Regions from separate parts of the Mus musculus genome. Here all the other regions are linked to region 1. The links are chromatin contacts, called in public Hi-C and promoter capture Hi-C maps. All regions are on one chromosome and are shown on one strand. Each heading gives the region's core, a stretch centred on a gene start, on an enhancer-like site or on the middle of the called end of the contact. The rest is flanking DNA. Distances are from core to core; before and after follow the strand shown. Region 1 holds the start of Aacs (acetoacetyl-CoA synthetase). Region 2 holds the start of Ppp1cc (protein phosphatase 1 catalytic subunit gamma). Region 3 holds the start of Vkorc1l1 (vitamin K epoxide reductase complex, subunit 1-like 1). Region 4 holds the start of Fzd10os (frizzled class receptor 10, opposite strand).

Region 1 (3,009 bases), core at 491-2,990:
GAGGAAACAGATAATGTCCAGGCAGAAAATGGAGGGTGGAAAGTGGATGCAATCCCGACAATGATCCAGTTGGGTTAAGGTTCTTCTCCTATCTAACACCCACGAACTGACCAAGTAGAGCCTGCAAGCCCTGCAAGTGGCCAGGCAAGCATCTGTCTCCAGGTGAGAGGGATGGGAGGGAAGGTTCGGAGCCCTATTAGGGAAGAAAAAGAACCCTGTGGAAGCTCTACCTCCATCTCCTGGCTCTCCAGCAGCGGGGTGCAGGCGCATAAGCAACAAGGGACTGTGGACAGCCTGGAAGACCAGCAACACAAAAGACCTGCATTTGGAGATTACCCTCCAGCCAGCAAGGGGGTGCACCACGCATAGGGGGCGGGAGAAGGACAGCCAAGTGCTGCTGAGACACTAGGAAGAAGACTCAGAGGGCTGGTGCTCAGGGTGGGAAAAAGAAAAGATTCAGGAAGGATCCGGAGACAGATCCTGGGAGCCAAGACAGACATTGATGCCAACGGAGACAAGGGGATCCCTGCAATTAGAGGGGTAACGGAGGTGAAAATGAAGAAGACAATCAACCAACCAACTCGAACTGAAAACCCCAGGCAAACACCTGAGAAGGGGGGCAGAGCAGGTGGAGGGACTAAGCAAGCCCCATGGATCCCTGGGAACGGCATATGGACAAGAACCTCGCCTGCCAAGGGCCTCTGCCCCACCCATAATCACACAGACCAGGGTGGTGGCTGGAAGCAGGATCTGTTTAGAGCTGGGGTAAGAAAGGACTCTACCTTAATTAACTTTAAAGGAAGGAGGAGGAACGAACTCTGACCTTTTCAGGAACCTGAAATTTCAAGCTGGTCCCTAGCAAAAGGCAGATGGAGGGAGCCTGTCACATGAAACCCGTGAACTCAAAAAGAACTGCAGATAAGGCCCGAAGGAAGCCCCCAACGAATGGAAGTCAAGACCTCAGGAGACATTTCCCAAGCAGGCAAGCCTAGCAAAAGATCGGAGGAACCAGAGGGTGTCTGCCACTTCCAGAGGGTGACTCGCCTGCAGAAAGGGGGCCTCTACAGGCCAGGCGGTGATGCTTCCCAAAACAGTGAAGGAAACATCATCAGAAGACCAGCACCTCCTAGAGGAGGGCCCAGAGCCAGGGGGCTCCCCCAACCCAAAGACAGGGACACTAGCCATCCATCCATCAGAGGCCCACGGCAACATCTAGGAGAACCTCTCTAGAGGGGGACCCCCAAGGCAACGAGGATCCCCCAATCCCTGTGCCATTCATCAAGGTACCTAAGTAGGGAAAGGGAGGGACCTCCCTAGAGGGGTACCCCCAAAGCAGGGGGCTTCCCCGACTGTAAGACAGGAACACTGGTCGGATATCCATCCAACAGAGGCTTATCCCAACAGCTAGCAGGGACCTTCCTAGGGCGGTCCTCCCTGGAGGGAACAGCTTCCGGGAAGGCCCGTGACGGGGGGGGGTGCACTAGCCGCGTGCCCCGTACTCACCAAGCGCCAGGCCGCAGGCGGTACCCACGGCCGCCCGGAAGCGGTCCATCTGCGTGTCCTTCTTGCTGTCAGGCTCCCACATCACCTGGCACTCCATGATCTCCTCGCGCTCGAGCCGCGCCAGCTTGGACATGGTTGCGGAGCTGCGTGGCCGGGGCTGCCGGGCTTTGGCTGAGAGCGGAGAGCGCAAGGCGTGGAGCGGATCAGCGGTGCGCCGACGAACCACAGCGCGAGACTGAACCAGCGCCGGCGCGGCCTGTGGGACATCCGGCCTGGTCACACCCCCAGCAGCCTTCGCCACGCCTCCAGAAAGCCACGCCTCTTGAGACCACGCCCTCTTCTGTAACCCTCCGCCGCGCCGCGCCTGCAAAAGGTGCGCTTGCTGCCAAAAAGAGTGCCTCGCCTGCGCAGGCGCGATAAGCATGTTCCACGCCCTCACTTATTGCACAACTTACCGGGTGTTGCTCTGTTTACTTATTGCCCTCGTTCGTTCGTTCATTCATTCACTTATTCAAATTAAGTTGCTCCTCCAACACTCACTTTAGCTGCGGAGATGTCTTAAGCCTAAAACGCGTGCAGAAGACCTCTAAAATGCGTGTCCGTGTCGCGTGTGCTCACTCACAGGGATGCTGTAGCAGGGATACATGGGGTATATAATGTAACATAAGATACTGAGTGAGTGAGACCTCAAGTCTATCGTCAAGACTGAAAATAAAAGCGTTAAGCACAGGACATTCTGGGGCAAGCCTGAAACCCAGCACTTTAAAGACTAAGACAGGAGGATGACAGTAAGTTCCACTCCAGCATGGACCTCAAAGCAAAACCCTGTAATCGGAATACTTGGGAGGTAGAGGTGGGAGAGGCGTCTGGGCTTTAAGATTATTCTTGTAACAGAGTGAGTTCAAGACTAGCCGGGGCGCCGGGCGTGGTGGCGCACACCTTTCTTTAATCCCAGCACTTGGGAGGCAGAGGCAGGTGGATTTCTGAGTTCGAGGCCAGCAGAGAAACCCTGTCTCGAAAAACCAAAAAAAAAGAAAGAAAAGAAAAGAAAAGAAAAAGACTAGTCCGGGCAAACTTTAAAAAGCCATGTGTTAAAACTAAAAGAAAAGAGAGGGCTAGGGATGTGACTCCATGTTGCTCACAGTGGCTTGCAGGTGACAGAAGGGAGCTTTAGGAAATCTTGCAGGTTTCCGAACAAAGAGAGGAGTCAGTGTCCAGGGCCCCCCAAGCAAGAATACTGTGTCCTGTGGGGTGTGCACGTTCAACTAACTGAAAAGGCCCAGGTCTTTGAAAAGGCCCAGGTCTTTGGTACTATAGCCCTGGAGTAGCAAAGTCAGTGAACGAAACGGTAGCAGCTTAAGTTCGTCCTGGGGGAACATCAGAGATGCTGGCTTTGAATCTGGGGGAGAGCATCAGAAGGTTCCTACAGAGAGAACGCATGCTCAGATCCTACTATGATGAGAACCTTCTGGATGCTAATAGTCTTGTCAGTCCATTTGGTACTTT
Region 2 (3,182 bases), core at 166-2,665, 3.3 Mb after region 1:
GGCCCAAGCCTTTAATCCGTGCCCTAGGGAGGCAGAGGCAGGCGGATTTCTGAGTTTGAGGCCAGCCTGCTCTACAGAGTGAGTTCCAGGACAGCCCCAGGACCATACTGAGAAACCCTGTCTTGAAAAACACCCCCCCGCCCCCCGGGGAAATGCCCAGATTTTAAAAAGACACCTTTTCCCTTTTCTGTCAGTGATTTACTTGAAGACATCTACCACCAGAATTGCGCAGCTGTCCACCACTCCAAAAGTATTTTGGGCCAAAGCAAGCTAGTGTCAAGAGCCCAAATCAAGGTTACTGGATCTTCTCCTCTTTAGCTTCAGCGGATGTTGTGGGATCTGTGATTAGCAGGATCCAGACCTATGTCAAATTTGAAATCTCCAAAGTAGGAAACCACACGGCAGAAACCCCCAAGTCGGACAAAAGGAAAGCTGGGTTTTTGTTTTTGAACCTCTCCTCAACCACTGGACATCCTGGGTTCCCACGGGGTGAACAGTTGGAAGGCGGCAGGTTCTCTCTAGGTTCCTAGCTACCCCGGGGTTTGAAACCTGACTTTTAACTGTTAATTCTTGGTCCAGCGAGGTCTTGGGAGTTTCTCTTGCGAAACCCACTTCCAGGATAATAACAACACAGCACCTACCTGGCGGGTGCTCGCTGAACGCGGCAGCGTCCCCCTGTCCTCAGGGACACAACAATCTGATGATCAGAGAGAGCCACACTGTCACCCGGACTGGGTCCGTGTGCGGATGCACGTTCAAGGGGGAAAGAACGCTGGAGGATGGATGGCTTTGAGGGGAGGGTGGAGGGGGTAGGAAAATGCAGGAGACGGACTCTCATCGCACTGGGACGTCGTCCTGCCAAGCCAAGTCCCTCTGATGAGTCCTTGGACTCCAGATGATAAATGTGAAAGCAAGGACAGGGGAGTGATAAAAAATAATGGGGTCCCCAAACCCGGAGGCGCTTGTATGCGCGCCCCAGATCCAAAGCGGCTTCCGAGAAAAGACCGGCCCCTCCACTGGGCCTGATCCCCCACCGGCCGGGCCTGCCCCGCCACCCACCCGCGCGCCGCTCACCTTCCAGCAGCCGTTGGATGATGCTGTCGATGTTGAGTTTGTCGATATCCGCCATCGCCGTCCCGCCGCCGACCCTCCCGCAGCAGCAGCAGCAGCAGCGGCGCCGCCGCCCGCTCGCCCCGGGGTCTCACTCGTCCTCCTTCCTCACGCCACGAGCCCCACGAGCGGTGGTGGCGGCGGCGGCGGTGGCAGCAGCAGCCGCGGCGGGTCCACCCCCCCCAGCCGCCCCGCTCCGCTCCGGGCTTCCTCCTCCTCTCGCCACTGGGAACCACGAGAAGAACAAGATGGCCGCCGACTCCTCAGGCCAGCCTCGGGCGGCGCACGGATGCGCGCGCGGGAGTGCAGCGGCCCGGCCGGGACTTCTTTACGGGCCCATAGAGCGCGCGGGAAGGGGGCGGGGCCGGCGCCGGGAAGGGGCGGGGTTTGAGCGCGTAGGGCGGGGGTGGGGCGGAGCCCGGGCGGAGACGGTTGAGCGCGACTCCGCCACCGCGCGCGGGATCCTTCCGCCAAACGGGCGGGGGAAATAGACCCCCTGTGGCGGGAGAGGGAAGTTGTGAAGTTGGCGCGCGCAAGTTGAAGGTGGACTTTGTCAGTCTGCTGCGCGCTGCGAGGCTCACCAGCTCCTTCCGGCTCTGCTGCTTGGGGACAGAAGTCTGACCGACATGGCGGGGTGGGAGTTCAACACTGAATCACCCCTCGGAGCCAATCTGGGGTGGGGTTGCTTGCCTGTGGAGAATCATAAAGAGGAGGAGGTTGGAACGTTGGGGATTCAAATACTCTGGCACATTGGTGAACAAGAAGAGCTAGATATACGGCTCCGTGGTGAGAATGCTTGTCGAGTATGTGTGAGACCTTGGGTTCAATTCCCAGCACTGGCAAAATTTCATAATACTGCAATAAAGCATCTACGATACAATATTTGGAAAAAAGAAGCCCCCAAGATAAGCCAAAAAAATGTTAATCCACTGTGAGTGGCACATTAAGTAATTTGTGTGAGCTTCTTGTGTGCGCTAATGCTCTTTTACATTTTAGAGAGAGGTTGGGAGAATTCTGTAAGGGTTGCTACTACCTATCTTTTGAATTATCTTTCTTGAACTCAGAAAGTTATATAATAATTTAAGAGATTTCCCCTGTATTTAGCCGGAGCTGGGTTGAATGAGCGTGCCGGAGCAGATAAAATGGGAATTTGCACATTTCCTGGGAGGTTGCTGTGCGTGCGCTCTGGGCCTCAGCGCATTCATCTGCTGCTTGCCTCTAGCTTCCTTGACTCCCCAGGGGCACCCCTTCACCTGAGGGGTCCCCAACTCTGCTGCCTCGCAGGCTAGCTGCCTATGGAAGAAAAATGCACACCCATCTGACCCATTTATCTCTTCCCAGTAGCACGCCAGAAAATTTACAAAATGTTCTCCCCCAGCCCCACCTCCAGTTCATGTTTCTCAAAGCAAGAGGGATGGATCTGAGGATTCCTTTCCATGAATGCCTTGCAAGGTTGTCTCCCCATAGAGAGACTCATTTTCTACAAGCTCTGTCTTCCCGTGGCCCCGCAGCATGGTGTGTGATGCACCCATCTAGATCTGAGCCCTTTTCCTGATGCTAGCCCCCGACAGTGGGGTTTCAGGATTCTCCCCAGCTCTCCTCAGCCCTCTGCTCCACTTTGCCCACTCACCAACTCATTGTCCCAAGCTATGGTTTTGCACACCATTACACAAATGGTCATTCATCACCCCAAGGCAGCTGGTGCACCAGGCTTCTTGACATCCTGGGGTCGATGCTAAGCCCTGCTGTGAATCTGTGGAGGTCAATGTGGTCTTCACTGAGTTTTTGGAATCTTGGACTCCCTCCAGGGCAGGGTAGCTTCCCAGGGACACCATAGGGCCAGGGATATGTAAGACTGATTCACAAGGAGTGTCTATTCTGGGTGGAGCAGGTTGAGCAAGACAGAGAAAGCCTTTCTCTCCCCCGGGAGACTCATTTTGTGGGATGGAGAGACAAACACACACCACTCTTACTAGTATGAGCCAAAATCTGTCTCTTTGTGGGAGGCTATCTAAACAGCTCTGCAGACAAGAGATTCCCTCCATGCCTGCCAACCAATTAGAGTTCCATGC
Region 3 (3,083 bases), core at 414-2,913, 4.5 Mb before region 1:
ATACATTCTGCACTATAAACTCAATGCATTTAAAAAAAAAAAACAAAACTGCTTAATGAGGCCATAATGACAACCATTTTTCTACTAAAAAGTTACAGGAATTCCACTTATAAGCACGAGCTAGCCTAGCCTAGCTGGTCTATGAAAAGGGCTAAGTGGGAAAGATCAACAGCCTTAAGTTTGCAGATAAGAAACTCCAACCCTAGCTTCTTCAAATACTCCTCCACCAATATGGAGGGCAAAATAAACTAGTGAGCTATATACATTTGTGTCTCCCTAGCATTTATCAAAAGGAGGGAATGTAGTGAAATGTTAAGCACTGTTAACAAACATCAAAATATTAGGGGTAGGACTCTCTATTAAAATGTCAAACTATCTATTCTGCAATAATTCTTTTCACTTTTGCTGGTTTTGATGACTGCTATCAGTTTTTTAAAAAGCCTTTTTTAAAAGTGTAAAATACTTTTTTCTAAGAAAAAAAGCTAGCACACTACATAAAATGTTAACAGGAAAAAAAATCGATGGTATTTTCAAGAAACAAAAAATTGTTTAAATAAACCTGCTTAGCAAAGTTTCGTAAATCTAATCTCTTGCGGATTATTCCGCTAATACTAATCAGCAACATGTAAAAGTCATTCTAAGTCACCCACGGTGGTGCATGCTTGTATTTCCCTACTCAAAAGACTGAGGCAGGGGAATAGCTGTAGAGGTTATAGTCCGATGAGTTTCAGGCCAGTGTGGGTCACAACTCAGATCCTTTCATAAAATAACAGTCATCGTAGTACCTAAAATATCACTATACACAAGGTACTCATCGTTTACTCTAAACTTAAAGTAGACCCGAACTCTGGCCATTTTCCCCCTGCTGGGCACACTTCGTGAAATACACAAGGGAGAAAAATCCAAGAAATCAGATAGGGTTAAGTGCTGGTACCTTCCTCTTCCAGAGTAGGGTCAAATGCGTGTCTACCCGCAAATGTCACTGTCGCCTCCAGAAGGCTGCCAATTCTCCTTAACTCTGAGTACAAAGAGGCCTGAGCACCGAAAACACCTGTCCCGAACAACCCAGAGGATAGTGATAAAAGCCACCGGACATATAGCCCCGGGGTAGCAGAGGTCCCAAGACCCCGGGGATGAATGCTGGCTTCGCCGATCTCTGCATCGGGGGTCTTCACACGCCTCTCTCGGCGACAACAGGGAGAAAAGTCACACCGGCCAGGACGCGCCCGCGCCCTCCCGGCTGCACTGTGCCACCTCATCCCGGAGGCCTGCCCTCAGCCGCCGCCCCCCGGTCACCGCCGTCCGGGTCGCGGCCCGGGCCCCGCTCTCTCAGGCCGGAGCTCCCCGCGCGCTCCCCGCCCCCCGCCGCCGCCCGCGTCGCGCTCCCCTCACTCAAGCCGGGCTACCTGGAGGCCAGGGCGGCGGAGCACTTCACCCAGGGCCCCAGGTCGCAGAGGGCCCGGTGCTCCGGGTCCCTCTCCTTCTCCCGCTCCACGTGGTAGGCGTAGATGGAGAGCAGGATCCCGGCGGCGCACACTGCATACCGGGCCACCCGTTCCCAACGCGGCACCGACACTCTCAGCAGGACGGGCGCCGCCATCTTCCCCCCTCCGCCGCCGCCGCCGCCTCCCTCCGCCTCCACCTCAGACGCCGCCGCCCGTCGGGGCCCGACCCAGCCGCCGCCGCTGCCGCCACCGCCTCCGCCGCCGCCGCCGCCGCCGCCACCACCGCCGCGCCCCATTGGCTCGGTCGCCTCCTCCGGGCCCCGCCCCCACAGGCGCGCGGCCCAACCGCCCCGAGAGGAGTGAGGCGGACTGGGCGGGGAAGGCGCGCGCGGACACAGAGGGAGGGGCGGAGCGCGCAACCGCCAGGGAGGCGGTGCGGCGCATGCGGAGGGCGGGGTCTGAAAGAGGGAAGGGCTTGAGGAGGGGCGGAGCTTGACCAGAATTGGGGCGGAGCGAGAAAGCCGCTCATAAGTGTGGAGGGAGGAGGCGGAGCGCGCAACAGCGGGGAGGTGGTGCGGCGCATGCGGAGGGCGTGGCTGACGGTGGGCGTGGTTTGATTTTAAAGGGGCGGGTGGGAAAACCGCGCGCGGGCGGGGAAGAGGCGGAGGTTGTAAGCAGCCAGGGTTGCGTGGCGCAAGTGAAGGGTGGTGCTGAGAAATGGGGTTCGTTACACTGGAGGGCGCGGTCAGAAGGGAGGCGGAACAAGGTGGGGCGGGAGCGAAGGGAAGGGGCGGAGCGCAAAAACTCTGGTGTGCTGGATGGGGCAGGGGCGTGACCAGGAAGGATGAGGGGTGTGGCCTAGGAAAGGGGTGAGGCGAGAGGTGGTTTGGCTTAATCTTAGGGTCTGTTACAAGGGATCGATTTCAAAGATACTACTACAATGCTTGACTGGGCAAGCCCTTGGCTCCTGGTAGCAATCAGTTGCCTTTCTGCACACACACACATTTCCGTCGTTATCACTTGATATTTCTTATCCAATCCAAATTGTCCCTGACCAATGGCTCCAGAGCTCCAGAGACACGTTTGTGTGACATGATCTTCCCCAGGCACCACCTCCAGGCGTCTTGTGTTCAACATGTGAGAAACTTTTTTCTTAAATGCGCAAAACTATTTTTACATTTAAAAAAACCTATTTTTAAATGGGTTCATGAATACTTCTCTATAATTTGGATTTGATGTGGCTTTAACATAATCCATACTAAAAGGATAAAAATGAACTTTAAAAAAAAAGCTCAAAAACTTGGAAAAAGGGAAATCAGAAGAAAACGAAACGTGAGGAGGTCATAGAGGCTTGCAAAATTGTTAAAATTGAGCCATAACTGATTCTGAGCTTCCTTGCTGTCAAAACTGGACAGGAAAACCCATGTAAGGATATCTGTGTCTACAAAGAAACAAGCTGTTGATGGAGATTGCTAGCTTTTGCTTCAATGCAGCTCTTAGGCTTTGGGGGCATCACCTAGTGATTTTGATTAATAAGTAATGTTCTTCAATTAATTATACAATGTTGGATAACAAATCACCCCAATTTTTTGCAGCTTTAAGCAAGCTAATAAACTGGGTGTCTGTTTGTTTTGTTTG
Region 4 (3,216 bases), core at 193-2,692, 3.1 Mb before region 1:
CCTTCCTGGATAACATACAGCTGCCCACTGTCCCGGTCACAAGCGATGCTCTCCGCGCCCGCGAAGAGGCGGATGATATAGCCCACCGAATAAACGCAGTAGCACATGGAGAGGAAGATGATAGGACGTTCGGGGTACCTGAAGCGCGATGGGTCGATGAGGAAGGTGAGCACGGTGAAGGCGCTGGAGAAGAAGCACAGCACGGACCAGATGGCCAGCCAGACCACAGCGAAGCGCTTGTCGTCGCGGCTCCAATACACATCCACCCCCGGAGTGCAAAGCGGTGCGCAAGATTCGCTCTTCTCCACATGGTGGAACTTGCCTGGGTTGTCACAACCTGCGCGCCCCGGACCCCCGTCCTTTAGTGGGTGCTCCTGCGCGCTGTGGGGCCTCTGGGGCCTGAAGAGCGGAGGAAACATGCCAGAGCCCCGGCTGGGCTCATCCGAGCCGTTGTTGGGTGCCTCCATGCACAGGTAGTTGGGGTCGTTCTTGTTGGGGAGCTTGCTGCAATCCAGGGAGTCCGGCCACCTGAATTTGAACTGCTCCATGATCGGCGAGCACTTGAGCCGGGCCTGCTCGCACATGACCCGGCAAGCAGGGATGGGTGTGGAGACCTGCTCGGTGCACATGGGCGCGTACAGCGAACACAGGAAGAAGCGAAGGTGGCTGTGGCAGCCGTACTCCACGAGCGGCGCGAACTCGTGCAGTTGGATGGCCGCCTCGCGCTGGTTCTCGTGACCCATCAGGTTGGGCATGCGGGTGGTGTTGTAGCCGATGTCCTTGCACATGGGAATCTCCACCGGCTGGCACTTGCCGTCTCCAGGGCGCTCTAAGTCCATGGAGCTGATGGCCGTGCACGAGCCTATCATCACCTGCAGCACCAGCCACAGGCGCGGGCCCGGGTGTTGCATGGTGGCGCCCTCAATGTCCCAGCGCCGCTCAGGGCCGCCGCTCCCGGGCACGGGCTGTTGCTGCTGCCCGCGGCTCCGCGCCCCGGCTCGGGCCCCCGCGCATGCCCATCCAGTCTGGCCGGAGCGCTCGCGGCGCCCGGGGCCACCGCGGTGGGCGCGCGGCCTCAGCGGAGTCGGGGGGCGGCGGGGGAGGGGAGCGAAGTTTGCAAACAATACGGCGGAGCGAGCGCCGCTCAGCGCGCAAACTTTGGCCTCTTCTTCCGGGCGCGGGCGATCGCGGACCGCGGTGGGGCAGCGCGGGCACACCGTGGCCCTGGGCCCTGGAGCTCCTCCCTCCCGGCGCCCGCAGCTGCTTCCAGCACGGCGTCCCGGGATGAGAAGACTTGCAAAGAGGCAAAGAGTAGCAAAGAGGGAAAAAAAAAAAAAAAAAAAGCAAAGCCGATTGGTGACAGGCCCCGCCTCCGCCCGCCGCCCCGCCCCGCTGCTGCTTTGCATCAGAAAGCCTTGCGCCCCGGGCAGCCTCCGCCCTCAGCCCCAGCTTGGGGCTGGACCCCAGCCTCCAGCCTCACCTCCTGCCGGCCTCTCTGCTTGCCCTCCCCGCCCCAGAGGGGGGGTGGGAGGCCTTGAGATTGTCCCCGGTACCCCAAGGACGCCGAGGTTACGGGAAGTTTGGGGACTCGGGTAAGGGTGGTCCTCACCCGGGGTTGGGGGCTGGGGACGCATCTTCTACTTTTACGACCGGGCCCTGGCGGAGGGCACTTTCAAAGAGACACGGGATTTGCGTTTTATGACCGTGCTCATAAAAAAGTGGCCCCTCGGCTTGTAAAGCTGCCCGCATCTTCCCGAAGCCGGGGGTTTGCTGCCCGGGGCGCGGAGCTCGGACTCCGGGGAGGGGCTGCCTTTGAAATTTCAAAAGGGCCGAGTGCAGGGGAGGGGGAGGGGACTTGGGAAGCCGGAGTTTAGGGCCTCTTCTGCAAGGTCTACTCAAAGAAAGAAGGGAGGGGGCGGGGAGGAGACTTTCCGGGCCGCTGACACCCCGCACCCCGAGAAGAGGGGCTTGGCTTGAATCGTGGTGACCCTTGCCCCGCCAAGGCCACCGTGTTGGGGACCATCGCGCCAAGCCGGCTGGTGGTTTCTCCAAGCGGCTGAGTTTATTTATTATAGGAAGTTGTGTATTTATATTATTTGGCGAAAGATGTGCTCGGCCTGCGTCCTCCTGGGAGGCGGAGGCTGAGCCCCGGCCTACACGCGCACGGCTGGTTCCCACGCAGAGTGGTGGGGCCTCTCCGTGCCTTGCTATGCTGGCTCCTGCCCCTTGGTTGGTTTTGGGCTAATCTGTGATAAGGACACAGAGCTTCAACCTCCTTCCCCCGCACAGGGAGTGAGTGCACCATGGGAGCCCACCGCAGTCCTTAGATGTCCGAGAGATCTGGGGTGCGGCACCTGTCGCGGACTCTTGGCTTTGGATAAACAGCCCTCAGGGCGGTGGCCCACTCTCTCCTTAGACCCCACCCCACCCCCATTCAGGTCTGCGTTTTAAGTGTCTGGGAAACTACCAGGACCTCCAGTGCGGACTCCCCCAACTGCATAGGTGCAGCTAAGTCCCCTGCTCATCTTTCGGCCAGTCAGTCTTGCGCACCCCAGGGCCGAGTTGGGTGCACAGATGCCTGGAAGCCTTCAGTGGCTCCAGCCAAGCCAGGAACGAGGCTACCCAGGACCCCTCCTCCCCGCCCTGCCTTGCGCTTCCTGCAGAGGATCGACTTCTAATTAAAACAAGGCTTCAGCGTCCCATCTGCAGGGAGTTCTTCCTCTTTACCCCCCTTTCATTTGTCAGACATAGCGGACAGACCTGAGGCTGGGACACTCCCAGGACCTGCTGAGTCCTGGGGGTGGGGGGCGGAGGGGTGTGCACAGGCTCATGCCTCACCTTTAGATCCCCTGGTCCCCTCTGCCTTTCACGGGAGGAAGTTGGATCCGTGGAAACAGCGGTCCGGAAGACTGAGGTTAACACAGTCAGAATCACCACCCACCACCGTGTTAGTGACCCAAGAAAAACCTGCGGTGTGGTGAACGCTTGCGGCTTGGATAAGGATGGTTTACTTAGATATTTATAGTTTAGTACGCTGTTTCCAAAACCTTTTAAGTCAGGTAAGATTCTTGGGCTATCGCTTAGCTTTAAGACAGACTAGTTTGCAAGGGGTCCTTCCTGACACTTTTGCCTTCCGTTTTCTCTCTCTCTCTCTTCTAATTCCACACTCCCCCCCCCGCCCCTTGGGGCGTGGGGGGCGTGGAAGTAGCCTGGGTG

The links. Promoter capture Hi-C pulls out the DNA fragments that hold promoters and counts their contacts. Hi-C and Micro-C count contacts between places; a contact is called where the count stands out from the background.
Region 2: a contact with region 1 is called in a Hi-C map of muscle stem cells, with 4 times the contacts expected there. The contact joins the promoter of Ppp1cc here to the promoter of Aacs in region 1.
Region 3: a contact with region 1 is called in a Hi-C map of CD4 T cells, with 4 times the contacts expected there. The contact joins the promoter of Vkorc1l1 here to the promoter of Aacs in region 1. A contact is called at or near these places in 1 of 39 promoter capture datasets (cranial neural crest) and 1 of 484 Hi-C or Micro-C datasets (CD4 T cells).
Region 4: a contact with region 1 is called in a promoter capture Hi-C map of cranial neural crest. The contact joins the promoter of Fzd10os here to the promoter of Aacs in region 1.

What each region holds. Positions count from the first base shown.
Region 1 is chr5:125,474,604-125,477,612 of GRCm38.p6, reverse strand. It overlaps Aacs (acetoacetyl-CoA synthetase), which reads right to left and starts at 1,740. Exons shown (of 18, transcript NM_030210.2): 1 at 1,504-1,740. The coding sequence starts at 1,636.
Region 2 is chr5:122,156,508-122,159,689 of GRCm38.p6, reverse strand. It overlaps Ppp1cc (protein phosphatase 1 catalytic subunit gamma), which reads right to left and starts at 1,415. Exons shown (of 7, transcript NM_013636.4): 1 at 1,075-1,415. The coding sequence starts at 1,129.
Region 3 is chr5:129,940,689-129,943,771 of GRCm38.p6, reverse strand. It overlaps Vkorc1l1 (vitamin K epoxide reductase complex, subunit 1-like 1), which reads right to left and starts at 1,663. Exons shown (of 3, transcript NM_027121.4): 1 at 1,407-1,663. The coding sequence starts at 1,600.
Region 4 is chr5:128,598,913-128,602,128 of GRCm38.p6, reverse strand. Fzd10os (frizzled class receptor 10, opposite strand) reads left to right here and starts at 1,442. Exons shown (of 6, transcript NR_015517.2): 1 at 1,442-1,592. It overlaps Fzd10 (frizzled class receptor 10), which reads right to left and starts at 1,023. Exons shown (of 1, transcript NM_175284.3): 1 at 1-1,023. The coding sequence starts at 911.